2 separate regions of the Ovis aries genome follow, and region 2 is linked to region 1. A link is a contact called in public Hi-C data. All regions are on one chromosome and are shown on one strand. The core of a region is the stretch at or near the end of the contact, and the rest is flanking DNA. Distances in the headings are between cores, read along the strand shown.

Region 1 (6,679 bases), core at 1,116-3,615:
CGGGCGGGGGCAAACCAGGTTTGCCACTCACTGCCAAGGTGCCCTTTTTGGGTGCACCCCCCCGCCAAAGCCGGCGCCACGGGACAGACTCGGGGGAATGGGGGACCCGGGCGGGGGGGGGTGGTTAGAGTAAGAAATCACGCCCCTCCCCCTCCAACAAAAGCAAACACACCAAACAAAACCATGTCTTCACCCACCTCCCCACCAGCTCTGACCCTACAGGCGAAGGCATACTGCCCCCCACCCGACACCCGGAATAATCGCAAACTGATTCGGCTGCAACCGCCGGCGATGCGCCTTTCTCGTAACCCAGGCACCCCGAGAAAACAGGGACAGAAGAAAAGAAAAGAACGCACCACCAACCTCCCAACACAAATCCTTGTTTTTGCCTTAAGCTACTGCACGATTTCGCTGCCATCACGCGGTTACTTTAACCCCGAAGGCCTGGGGTGTCGGTCATCTAGGGTGTTTTTGTGTTTGAGGGTTGTTGTTGTGTTTGGGGGGGTTAGGTTGCAAGACTTGACACGTTGCAATCGGACCATTTTTCTCCCTTTCTTTCTCTCACCCCCCCCCCCTCTTTTTCTCTCATCTCATTGATCTTCCTACTTGCTCGGACAGATTAAACAGCTAGCTTTTCTCTAGTCTGTGGCCTGTCCGCCTCGGCCCCTTCCTCCTCGCAGCTATTATTTGTGAGAACCGTGCTGGAGACGCCGCACTCGCGTGCCCCCGTTAGGGCGCTGAGGCGACGGCGTGGGGAGGATTGGGGGACCCAGGCAAAAATGAAACAAACAAATATGAAAAAGGAGGCCAGGCCGGGGTGGGGCTCCCAGCCCGCCCCCCCCACCCCCGCCCGCAACCATCTCTCTCCACCTGAATCTGGGGTGGGGGTTGGGGGAGCAGTAGAAAGCCACCAGGAAGGCATCTGCCTTCCTCGCCCAGCGCGCTCACTCGGGAGCCGTATCCCGGAAAATAAAGAAACAGCACATAACAGCCCACACCTTCTTCCACAACTATTGTTTCCTGCGAGATCCCAAAGTTTCCTTCTCGCTGAGTCCCCCTCGCCAAGTTTCCCGGGCGCAGCACCGCGGGTCCCGGGCGAGCTGCTGGCGGTGCTTGGTTTTGCCGGCCTGTTTCTTTGGGGGTGGGGGGAGTCGGGGGCAGGGGCACCTAGGGCAGCAGAGGCGCAGGGGCACTGTCTCCGTGGACGCGATGGCCTGAGCCCAGCCTTGCAGCGAGAAGAGAGGAAAAGGCAAAGTAGACAGGAGGAAGAAGCAGAGCCGAGCCAGCCGGAGCCCACGCCGTGGAGGGCTGTTTGCTTGTTGTTATCGTTGTCGTGTGTCTATGTGTTTTCTTTCTGGAACCGCCGAGCTCTGCCTACAGTTTCCAACTTTCGTCTTGTAATCCCCACCCCACCCAGGAACGAGCGACGGAAAAACAACACTTGTCTGCCCGAGAAGGCTCCGGGGGAAAAAAAAAAAAGGAGAGAGGAAAAAAAAAAAAAAAGTAAGAAACGCGACCTCGAAGAGATGAGCTCTCGGCTCAGTTGTCAGCAAACAACAACACTCCCCCGCTCCTCGGCCCAGCGGTTCTCCCACCCTCCCGGAGACGGACAGACTGACGCACCGACAGCACCCCCCCCCCCCCCCCCCACCCCCCCGCCTACCCCCTGCTCGTCTTTGTTACATCTTTAGCAGCTTTGTGCGTGCGTGTCCTTTCTCCGGTGTCATCGGCTTTACTGCCGAGGGCTAGATGTGAGTGTGTTGGGGAGAGGGGGGCTAAGCAGGCGTCAGGGGTCGCCCAAGTGGGCGAGGAAGAAAGAGCCCGGCGCCGAAGAGGAGCCAGGGCCCCCAAACTTACTTTTGTTTTCTTTCTCGATCTGCTCCAGGTAGCTGGCGGCCTCGAGCAGAATCTGCACGTTCTGCAGAAAAGTGTTGATGTGCTTCTCCATCGAGTTCTCGCTGGTGTTGAAAATGTCCGAGAAGGGGCACCTGAGCTTGGCCCCCGCGGGCTCCTCCGGCTGGGCCGGGGGCTGGGGCGCGGTCACGGCCGGGGGCGCGGCGGGGGCCAGCCCCGCGCCCTCGCAGCGCGCCTCCTTGCGCGGCCGCCCGCGTTTGCCCATGGAGGGACCGCGGGGTCCGCCGAGCTCGTCCTCTTTCGGGGCTGCGCGGCCCGGCCAAGCTCCGGGCCCCGGGGGAAAGCCGGCTGGCTGGAGCGAAGAAGGCGCCGAGGCAAGAAGGCGACCTGACTTCCCGAGCCTCGCTGCGTGCTGTTGTGTGTTTGAGTGTGTGTGAGTGTGTGTCGGTCTCGCTGTGGGTCTGTGTGTATGGGAGATTGAATGAACCTACAGGACAGACGGAGGCGCTCTGGCGCCTGGGTCCTAGTGCGAGCCTGTCGCCATCGGACTGGTCAAAATGAAAGGCGGAGACAAGCGAGGCAGGGACCGCCCCCTGCCAGTCCTGGCATACTACCCCGCCTCTCCCCAATCTTATCACATTGTAGAGCGTAGTATTTAAACCCAAATGGAAAAAATACTCGAGGGCTCGGAGCGTACCCACAGAAAAACAAACTATTAAACTGTTGTTCTTTTACTTCACGTGAAAATAATACCAATGCCTGGCACCACATACTAGATTCCAACGGTAGCTGCTATGACTTAAAAAATAAAAGTCCAGTCCAAAAAAATCATACACGTTACCTCAAGTTCTCTCCCCTCAATAGACACACTCCTACATACACACACACACACACACGTACACGCACACGCACACACACAGAGGCACAGAAATCTGCCTTCACAGGGCCAAATGAAATCCCCAGGCCACCAAATCCCAGTTACAAATTTACTCACTCTTTCTTTCTCCCTTCAAATGCAGAGTTATTTTCCAGGAAGGGGGAGGAGATGGAAGCGTCTCTCCCCACACTCCTCTTCCCAGCCTTAGTCCAGCTGTGCAAAGCTCACAGTAGGGAGCCTCCACACCTGGCTCTCTTTTATTTTATTTGGCAGAAAGGCGGACGTGGCAGCCCAGGAACTTCCCACCCCTACCGTGGCTGAATTCCACCTTTTGGTTCTGAAGACCCCTACCCTAGGCGACACTGTTCCATTGCCAGTGCAGACCATTCAGGGTCTGCAGGAACCATGGATGCTTTCCAGGCCTGGGAAGTGTGGTGGCAGTCAGGGCCGTTGGGGAATGCCATAGAGAGGCATTCAAGCCCCAGCTCTGCTGCACACAGACTGGACTGTGAGTGTGCCTGGGCAAGTCCCCTAACCTCTCTCAGCCTGTTTCCCCATCCATGAAACCTCTGATAAGATTCATGAGTTGATTAAATTATATCTGCAGTCAGCATGCTCATAGTATGATCTTTTTCTTCCAATACAGACCCAGATAAGAACCTGAGTCCCCTACTTGGCAGCTAAAAGGAGAAATAAGTTATAGGAAACAAGACTCTCCTGCACTTTGTTGAAAAACATCTGTGCAATAAGCCTATCTAAATATTGTTGCCTTGCAAGGTCTCCTGGAGGTTTCCTCCAGGGAAACCATTTATACAGAAGACACAGTGAATGCTGCCCCCTGGAGTTGTGCAACCCAGCCACTCTGCTTAGAGACAGCTTCACACACACTTGTCAGGAAGACTTTTCCTGGAAATGAAAACTTTTGGAGAAAAGGAGAGAAAGTGTGTTTCTTTGTAGAAAACACTATATATATATGTAAAATAAATTCATGCACCCTCATTGAAGTATTGTGTATTTTTAGACTCCAATAACCTGCTGCTGAATCAGTATTTGGCATTTTAAAGCCGATATATTCACATTTTGGACCATAATATGATCATATTACACATATTCCCTGCTCATCTTCCATCTTGATTGATCTCTGCATCCTTTAGCTAGGGTAGAGAAGAAGCTCCTAAAAGGTGTGAGATAAAAGTTCACCTTCACTGGTGGCTCATTCCCTGGTAAGGAATCTGCCTGCAGTGCAGGAGACCTGGGTTCGATCCCTGGGTTGGGAAGATTCCCTGGAGAAGGGAATGGAAACTCATTCCAGTATTCTTGGCTGGAGAATTCCATGGACAGAGGAGCCTGGCAGGCTACAGTCCATGGGGTCACAAAGAGTTGGACGTGACTGAGCGACTAACGGTTTCACTTCACTTTTTTTCCATCTTCACAACAGCTATTTACTTTTTGTTCTGTTGGAACCACAATCTGATTTACTCATATTTTTAAATCTATAAACATCAAAGGACTTTAGGAAGTATAAACAAGTTTTATCCAATGCCATTTTGCAAAAATTGATCTCCCTTGCCCCTGGTGAAAGTGAGACAAAGAACTTTCTAAGCCCAGAGAAAACCTTGGTTTCTGATTCCCTGGTGGAGGTGTGGGCCAAATGTGTACATATACTGTACTGCAATCTGCATGTATACACACCCAGCAAGATAGGCACACCCCACACATGAGTGCCAGGGCAGGGGTAGAGTGTTTTGTCATTATTTATTTATCCCTGTTTCATCTCTCATAGGTCTGTGAGCTTCAGAAAGCCCAGTGGGAATCTTCAAGCTGGGCCACGGATCTGACCAAAGCCAAAATAAACAATGGCTTGAAGAAAATCTACAAAAAAGTGCTGATTTGCACTATTCCCACAGTCAGCCACAGCCCCCACCATCATTCCCATGGAAAACACCACTGCTGGTGCCAAATCAAGTCTTCCCTCCCATCATAGGGGCATTGTTTTTTGTTATTATGTGAGTTCTTAGCATCAGACAATGGCACCACAAGAGACACAGTGGAGGCAGGAGAAATGCCTTTTTGTTTCACAGAATCTAGGCTATTGTGCCCCAGAGTCTCACATACAGTAGAGTTGCATACATTCATTTTGGTAACGTGTCTTTGGAACGATGAATGTGCTAAAGCTCAAAGGCTCTTCCTTATTTTTTTTAGAGCCCATCAAGTGTTAAATCATGTGAGCATCCCTCCTCCCTAACCATTCCCCAATCAATAGATTTCTCTAATAAAGTTGGCTCCAAACGTAAAGAGGGGTGTTTCAGAAGTTATATCACAGGGCAGACTGAGCTGGCTCACAAGCTCAGCGCCATTCCTGACTACCTTTGCTTCCTAGGAGGAGCTGTTCATACCCTTTTTCTTTCTCTTGGGCCTTTTTGTTTTCGTCTGCGCCGAGTCTTCATTGCAGAGCACTGGCCTCTCTAATTGTGGCGCACGGGGTCCAGAGCGTGCAGGCTCAATAGTTGTGGCACGCAGGCTCCTCTCTAGTTGCAGCGCATGCGCTTAGTTGCCCCATGGCATATGGGATCTTAGCTCCCCAACCAGGGATCGAACTCGCATCCTCTGCATTGGAAGGCAGATTCTTAACCACTGGACCACCAGGGAGGTCCCTCTCTGGAGCCTTGATCCATAAATAAACAGGCCTCTTTGGAAACTTGCTGAGAATATCTGCAGAGAACAGGGAGGGAATGAGAAGGCAATCAGCCTGTAGGAACATGGGAACTATGTTAAAGAAAAGCAGTGAATTTTTGCGGTGCCCAGTCAGGCCAGCCATGATGTTCCCAAGGACCCTAAATGTCTTGGGTGCCCACTCAGCCTGGGTCATATTTTCTCAACCTTCTGTTTCTTTGCTTGGCCTATTTGGCAATATTTTTCCAACAACCTTATTTGCATATTAAAGCAAAATCATTCTTTATTTGTCCTTCTTCCCCCCCAGACTACACTACACTCTTACATCAAAGGAGTTGTTTTGCCTGTAATTATGTCTTCAGGTACACAGAGGCTAGTTAAGTACTGAAGCTGTGATATGAGAGCTTCCCCCAGACCTCCCCATCCTGCATTTGGATGGGATGCCCTTCCCCAGCCTGGACCACTTTGGTTCTCCTGGGCTCCTTAAGCCTGCCCTTCCTCCTCACCTGTGCTCCCTTCACTAGACCTTTCTGCCTGAAGCTACCCTCCAACATCTAGCTTTTCCTTGGACCTTGTTAGCACAACCAGTCAAGTTCTTCTCTGCTCTTTGACCTGTGGTCTTTGCACTCAGGCTTGGTAAATACCATCAAGAGATCTGTCCCCTGCGTTGTCTCTTGAGTCCTAATCCTCAGAGCTTCCCTAGCCAAGCTTTTCCTGGGCACCTTTCCCTTTGAAAGGGATTGTCGGCAATGATCTGATGAGCTGGCTCAGGACTCCCTCTCTCCTTGGGAGCCTTTATCTTGTCTTTATCTATTAGAAGTGGCTTCAAGGGAAGCCCAGGAGTTTCGGAGTGGCGGTTGGGGGTCGGGGTAGGGGAAGGTTAGGAACTGTTAGGCACAAGCAGAATAGCAGGAACTAGAACTGTGGGACTCTGCCTCTCCCACTGGCTCCTGCACAGGCTTAGAAGTGCTGACTAGGCCTCCTTCAACCACTCCCCATGCCCCCACCCCCACCCACACACTCACCAGTGGGTGTAGACATGGGCAGAGGATAAAGAGCCTCCACCCTACATTGGAGCTCACCCGGATGTCATCTGCTCCTGGGCATTATCTCTGCTCTTCTGGACTCTGCCCTCCCTTCTCTTGGACCTCTGAGGTTGGCAGGCCCTTCCTGTCTCAGGCAGTTCCTGGGCTTCTCCCATGCAATGCCCAGTTTTTAAAGGGTTTGCTAGACTATGAGCTCATCATGGGCAGGGAGCATGACTTGCTCCCCAAC
Region 2 (7,251 bases), core at 736-3,235, 340 kb before region 1:
AGAGTACTGGAGTGGGGTGCCATTGCCTTCTCCTTTCTGGTGTCTAGAAGCACTCATTTAATCTGTTCTTTAAAAACTCAGCAGATGGTCAGAAAACACCTGCTGTCTGTATCACTATCATCTGTAGAACCTATATATTAATTATTATATTGAAGGACAATCACCATTAGCCCCCTTATCCTCACATTATTGCTTTCTCATTTAATGTTCCCAACAGCCCTAAGAAACATGTATCATTATTTCCACTTTCCAAGTGAGAAAACTGAAGCATCAGGAAGTCTGAAGAATACATAGCAGAACTGGGATTTGAATCCCATTCTGCCATGATCCAAAGTTTATGCTTTTCCTATCAAGCTGCATGGTCTGTCCTTGGACATTATAATGGGGAAAAAAAAATGTCTTAGAACAACCTAATTTGTGAATAAAGAATGGTCATCTTTGAAATAAGGCAATAGTGACCACTTTTAAAGTAGGAAATGACATACCAAGAATAGCTGAAATGCTAAATTTAGTGCCATTCACTATAAACTTAAATCTATTAAAACACATACACACAAGGCTACCAAATAAAAATGAATACTCTGTCTTATCCAAGTATTTTTAAACGTAAAAAGGAAGCAATTTCATCAGTGCAGATAAAAGTATTCACACAGAAAAAAAAATACAAATTTATGTAATATTAAGACAATTCCTGTCTCCTTAAGCCTAATGTAGGCAAATTTAAACGACTATGTAGACAGAAAACTGACAAGAGTGAACCATGAACACTTACCAATAACATTATGTTTTGAACTGAACGGGTCTACAATTGTTTGATCTCTATAACTTCGAAAACCCTGGATAATAACCTAACAAACAGAAGAGAGATTTTTTTCAGAAAGAAATAACATGCCCCAAAAGAAATAACCTCTAAGCTAGTATTTTCCTTTTGCCCTCCTTCCCTTTCTGGTTTCCCATTTAATGCCAAATAGAAAAATTCCCATGTCAGAGAAGAAAAATTTATCTTGGAAAATGATTTAAAAATCTTCTTAAAACTGCCCGTATATCAGTAACCACTACCAGTGTTGCTTAAGAGAAGTTATAATTAGTAACCTGTTAGGGAGCGCTCAAAATCAAATACACTGGGTAAGGCTGGCTGGAACACTAACCATCAGAGGGCCGGATAAAAGTCTTATCAAGTATGCAGGGGGGCTCAGCGGTCCTGGGCGCCCCTTTCAGTCACACTCTGACCAAAAAAGAGCCGCCCATCCAGGACAGGACTGCTCCGAGTCCAACACATCCAGCCGAGAAACTTCTCTTAACGAGTGTGAATGGGCTCATTTTCGGGGTGGCCTCCAGCGCGGGAAGACCATTTTGACAGAAAGTAAACAACGGAATGAGGAGGCGCTACACATTCTGCAGGAAGGAGGGACCCTTTCACGTCTCCGGTAACTCGGGGAGGAGCGAGGCCCCTGGCTAAGCTGACACCCAGCTTGGACCCCACAGGCGTCCCGAGGCCGGGGACACCCTCTCTTCACACACGCCACGCAAAAGGCTCGCGAGGGGGCTGCCTAGCCCCACAGGACCAAGCTGCTTCTCGTCCACCCGGGAGGGCCCGGTTCCCTCCAAAAGGCCCACGTCGCCAGCCCCTCCAGCTCTCTCCGCTAGAGCCCGCCTCCCTCAGACAAGCGCCCTGCGGAGAGGCTCGGGCTGCAAAGGGGCGGCTCGGGCTGCAAAGGGGCGCCCCGAGCTGCGCCCCTCCCCCACAGTCCCTGTCCAGCCCCGCGCCACCCTGCAAGAAGCAACACCCCCGACAGGAGCTGTCCTCACGAGCCCCTGAGGGGCGGGAGGGACGCACAGGCCTCACCTGCTTTATGTACATGGTTCCGTGCCCCTGGCCGGCGAGAAGGGCTCCCGGCGAGCAGCAACAACTCGGCAGCGGGGTTAGGTGAGGCGCCTAAACGACCCCACCCCCCAAGGCGCCGCTTGCACCCCTCGAGCCAAACAAAATGGCGGCGCCCATGGAGGCGGAGTCCCCGCCTCGGACGGAACCACCCTCGCAGCTTCCCTCGGAACGTGGGGGGAATCAGAGTCAGATCTGCTCTGTATTTTTAGCAAAAGAGCCTTCTGCGATGTCGCTAGCTGAATTTCATGTGACTCCTCAATTTTTCAATGAATTTTCCCTGAGAAGTAGTCGGAAACTTCATTCGGAAAAGCCTTGGTCGTGAGATTGACCTGTATACCCTCCGAGCGGGCAGCCAATGGTTGCGGCCACAAGGTGGCGAAAGGTTCGGCGCCAAAGCTGAGAGAGGGTGTCCAAGCGCCAGTAGCCGTGCGAGTTGACGGCCCCGTGGTCTCGCGCTGTTTGGAAATACCGAGCTGGGGCGGGCGGCGCGGCTGCCCGAACCTGTAGTGTACACGACCTGGGGGGAAACTCGGGGGGCAGAACCCCTGGTCCTCTATTATTCTCTCTCTTGTGTAACTTAGAATGGCCCCCGCTGACTCTGGACTCCCCACTCTCAGGACAGCCCCAAAGGGACTTGACGCTAGAAAATTAATTTTAATAATGTCATAGTTATTAATATCCCAGAGCTGTTACTGCTCTGCCAATTGGTATAAATCTAGGCAGATTGGACAACTGGAACGCAAAGATTTATTTAAGATTAAAACCCCTCCCCCCCTTTTTTTCCTAACAGCCTAAAAGCTTGGAGGTGCTAGTGGCAACCCTGGGCGTATCTGATCTGCACCAATCGCAGGAGAAAAACTCGGATCTCTGGGCCGCTGTAAAATTACCTGCCACTCAGCACTCAAGTTGGTCGGTCCTCGCCACCCGTCCCGCTACGGCGGACAGTTCTAGCGCTGATTATTTCTACATTGAGCTATTTCAAATGACTAACTTCGTCCCTGTCAACGCCTCTTGGTGCTGGAAGAAGACTTTATGTATGTACCTTTTTAATAGATGAAGAGGACAGGGACACTTCAGGGAAAACAAATGACTTATTAGAGGAGGCAAGGGAAAGAAAAAGAGCACTTCAGGGAAAACATACCACTTTTAGGAAAGTCAAACCGGCCCTTAGGAGAAGAGATGGAAGTCGCTGGTTTTTGCGACTTTGAGTATTACTTCCGTGATGAGACCAAACAAACTGAAAAGTTTTAGTTTGGAGCAGAGAAAGATTCATTGCGAGGAGAATGGGGCAGCTTATGTTCAAAAAGCACAAACTACCCAATGGTTTTCTGGGAAGAGTTTTGATAAGCAAATTTTGGAGGAAGGGCTGCAGAGGTGTGTGACCTGGTATAGTAACGGTGATATTCCAGGACTCTCAATTAGCCCTCTTGTTCCAGCCAGTCGGGGGTCCACATGCTTGCGCTCAGCCTTCATTTACCGTTCTTGATCTGCCTGGGGGACTTAGTGCCTGTAGAAGAACTCAAGAGATGTGTACCAGATTGTAGTGTGTGTACCTTGAAAAAGAACCAGGACCCCTCCCCATCACTGCTCTATTGTTTCTTGCCTCCTTTTAATTTCTTTCTACATTCCTTCACTCCCCTAGTTAGTAACTTTGAGTATCCCCTTTGGAATCCAGGGAAAATCTAGGAGGCTGAAGCCTTTTTCTTACAAACAAGAAATGGGAGACACAGGTTTTTGGTATGAGGCAGGGCCCCCAGGGTCCTGCCTGGATTCAGTAACACTCAAAAATCTAACTGCTCCCTTTCTCCGATGGGTCAGTTACTCTGATAACTTTCAGGGTCAGATTGGAGGAATAAATATACTGAATATATTTGCAGGAGGAATACACCTTGCTCAGGACCCAGCCTTCTGTTCGGTTTATGGGCTGTGGTGTGGGATCTGGCTAAAGTCTATAAACTGGGTGAAAGGTTGTGATTTTTCTGCTGTGGTGACTGACATCAGCCTCCACTCACCTAAACCTAATCTAATATAGTATGTAAATGAACCTCTACCACAACTGGCTGCCTATTTCACTCCTAGGAACAAGGTGGTCTTAGCTGTAACCATAGACTCCTTAAATGTAAGGGCTAAAAATAGAAAATCGTAGATGATAATGTAGGAGTAAATCTTTGTGACTATAAATCAGGCAATGGTTTCTTAAACATGACACTAAAAGCACAAGCGATGAAAGAAACATAATTTATACTCTATGAAAACTTTTGTGCAGGGACTTCCCTGGTGGTCCAGTGATTAAGAATCTGTCTGCCAATGCAAGGGACACCAGTTCCATTTCTGGTCTGGGAAGATCCCATGTGCCCTGGAGCAATTAAGCCCGTATGCCACAACTACTGAGCCTGTACTTTAGAGCCTGCAAGCCATAGCTACTGAACCCTGCACACTCTAGGGCCTGTGCTTCTCAACAAAAGAAGCCACCACAATGAGAAGCCCTCATAGTGCAAGAAAGAGTAGCAACTTCCCCCCGCCACCCACACCACCACCCTCTGCAGCTGGAGAGAAAAGCATGAAAGCTGTGCACAGCAACAAAGACTCAGCACAGCTGGAAAACCAAAACAAAACAAAACTTTTGTGCATCTAAACAAATAAAACAAGAAGAAAATACTTGTGAATTTTATTGATATATTTGAAAAGGGACTTGTTTCTGAAATATATAAGAACTCTTACAATAACAATAAGAAGACAACTTGATTTAAAAATGGGTAAAAGATTTGAATACACGTTTTCCCAAGTGGTCAGTAAACTTATGAAAAGATGCTCACCATCATTAGCCACAGTCAGCTACCACTTCATACGCACTAGGATAGCTAGAATAAAAAAGACAGACAATGACAGGTGTTAGCTTGGATATGGAGAAATTGGAACTGTCTTACTGCTGCTGGGAATGTCAAATGTTGCAGCCACTTTGTTCCTCGAAAATTTAGATGTGGAATTACCACATGACTCACAGTTTCATTTCTAGGTATATATGCAAGAGAAATGAAAACTTCCGCACAAAAATGTGTATATGAATGTCCATAGCAGCGTTATTCTTAACAGCTAAAAGGTAGAAATAACTTAAATGTCAATCAACTGGTAGATGAGTAAAATGTGCTCAATCCATACAATAAAGTTCAGTTCAGTTCAGTTGCTCAGTCGTGTCCGACTCTTTGAGACCCCATGATTCGCAGCACGCCAGGCCTCCTTGTCCATCACCAACTCCCGGAGTTCACTCAGACTCACATCCATCGAGTCAGTGATGCCATCCAGCCATTTCATCCTCTGTCGTCCCCTTCTCCTCCTGCCCCTAATCCCTCCCAGCATCAGAGTCTTTTCCAATGAGTCAACTCTTTGCATGAGGTGGCTAAAGTACTGGAGTTTCAGCTTTAGCATCATTCCTTATGATTCAGCAATAAAAAGTAATACTGATACACACTGAAGATTGTACTGACACATACACTTAAGAATACCAAAGGGAAAAAGAAAAAACAGAATACCAAAGGAGTTCCCTGGTGGCCCAGTGGTTAGGATTCTGGGCTTTCCCTGCTGTGGCCTGGGTTCAAGCCCTGGTTGGGGAACTCATGAAGTGCAGCCAAGGGAAAAAAAAATGGATGAATCTTTCAAATGTAAGCTAAGTGAAAGAATGTAGTAACAAAAAAGCACATATTGTATGATTCCATTTATACAGAATGTCCAAAACAGACAAATTCATAGACACATAAAATAGATTAGTAGTTGCCTGGGGTTACAGATTGGGTGGGAAGATTGGGAAGAAGATTTGAGGAAAGTTTTTTTCTTTTTTTGATCTGTCTCATAAAGTAAAGGAAATAAAAGCAAAAATAAACAAATAGGACCTAAATATACTTAAAAGTTTTTGCACAGGAAAGGAAACCATCAACAAAACAAAAAGTACACTGAATGGGAGAAAATATTTGCAAATGGTATGACTAATAAGGAATTATTATCCAACATATGTAAACAGCTCTTGCAATGCAATATCAAGATACAAACAACTTGATTAAAAACTGAGCAGAAGAACTGAATAGACATTTTTCCAAAGAAGAAATACAGGTAGCCAACAGGGACATGAAAAGATGCTCAACATCATTAAATCATCAGGGAAATGCCAATCAAAAACCACATCACACCTGTCAGAATGGCTATCGTCAAAAAGAACACAAAGAACAAATGTTGGCAAGGATGCAGAGAAAAGAGAACCCTCCAACACTGTTTGGTAGGAATGTAAATTGGTTCGGCCAGTGTGGAAAAAAGTATGAAGGTTTCTCAAAATACTAAAATTGGAACTACTGTATGACCCAGAAACTCCACTCCTGGTTGAATAGATGTATGTAAAAAAGATTCCACCAAAAACACCAAATCAAAAATACATGCACAACAATGTTCATAGCATCATTATAAGCAACCTGAGTCCAACAATAAAAGAACAGCTAAAGATGTGGTGTGTATATATATATATATATGTATGTATATGTGTGTACACACAGATACACAATGGAATACTACTCAGCCATAAAAAAGAATGAAACTTTGCCATATGCTGCAATGTGCATGGACATACAGGACATTATTGCCTGCCCGTACAGAAGATGTAGGTTTGTTTGGGAAGATCCCCTGGAGGAGGAAACTGCAAACCACTCCAGTGTGCTTGCCTGGGAAATCCCATGGACAGAGGAGCCTGGCACGCTATGGTCCATAGTGTCTCAGAAGAGTCAGGACTTAACAACTAAACACACACACGACACACACAACATGCTAAGTGAAACGTTAGACAGGCAAAGACAATGTGTAACTTATGTGTGAGACCTAAAAAATACAACAAACTAGTGAATGCAACAAAAAAGAAACAGACTCACTCAGATAAAGAGGACAAACTAGAGTTTGCTGTCGAGGAAATGAGGAAGGGGCAATATGAAGGTGGGGTAGTAGAAGGTACAGGGTGTAAAATAGGCTGCAAGATATATTGTACAACATGGGGAATGTAGCGAGTGTTTTGTAGTAATATAAGTGAAGTGTAGCCTGTAAAAATTGTATTAATAAATAAACATCAAATTTAGGTAGCATTTACAAAGAAGATAAAAGAATAAGTTCAAAACTTAAAGAGAACTCTGGAAGATTATTGAATTTTAAAAAATTGATAGACATGGAGGTTGAAAATTTCCCATATAAGCATTGTCCCTTGTGCCTAATAAAGTAGGGATGCTAAGATTTAGAAAATAGTGCAAAACTCTCAAGAATCTTAGAAATTATGGGTAAATCATGTCTAGGTATATCAAATATCATTTTTCATAGTTGGACAAATTCAGCAACTAGCT

The links. Hi-C and Micro-C count contacts between places; a contact is called where the count stands out from the background.
Region 2: a Hi-C map of hypothalamus shows a contact between it and region 1, with 3 times the contacts expected there. The contact joins the promoter of SMC3 here to the promoter of MXI1 in region 1. A contact is called at or near these places in 4 of 16 Hi-C or Micro-C datasets (hypothalamus, liver, muscle and 1 more).

What each region holds. Positions count from the first base shown.
Region 1 is chr22:30,306,362-30,313,040 of ARS-UI_Ramb_v3.0, reverse strand. It overlaps MXI1 (MAX interactor 1, dimerization protein), which reads right to left and starts at 2,365. Exons shown (of 6, transcript XM_027960481.3): 1 at 1,858-2,365. The coding sequence starts at 2,119. It overlaps LOC132658413 (a long non-coding RNA gene), which reads left to right. Exons shown (of 2, transcript XR_009598041.1): 2 at 1-244.
Region 2 is chr22:30,644,870-30,652,120 of ARS-UI_Ramb_v3.0, reverse strand. SMC3 (structural maintenance of chromosomes 3) reads right to left here and starts at 1,985. Exons shown (of 28, transcript XM_060404450.1): 1 at 1,847-1,985; 2 at 773-848. The coding sequence starts at 1,861.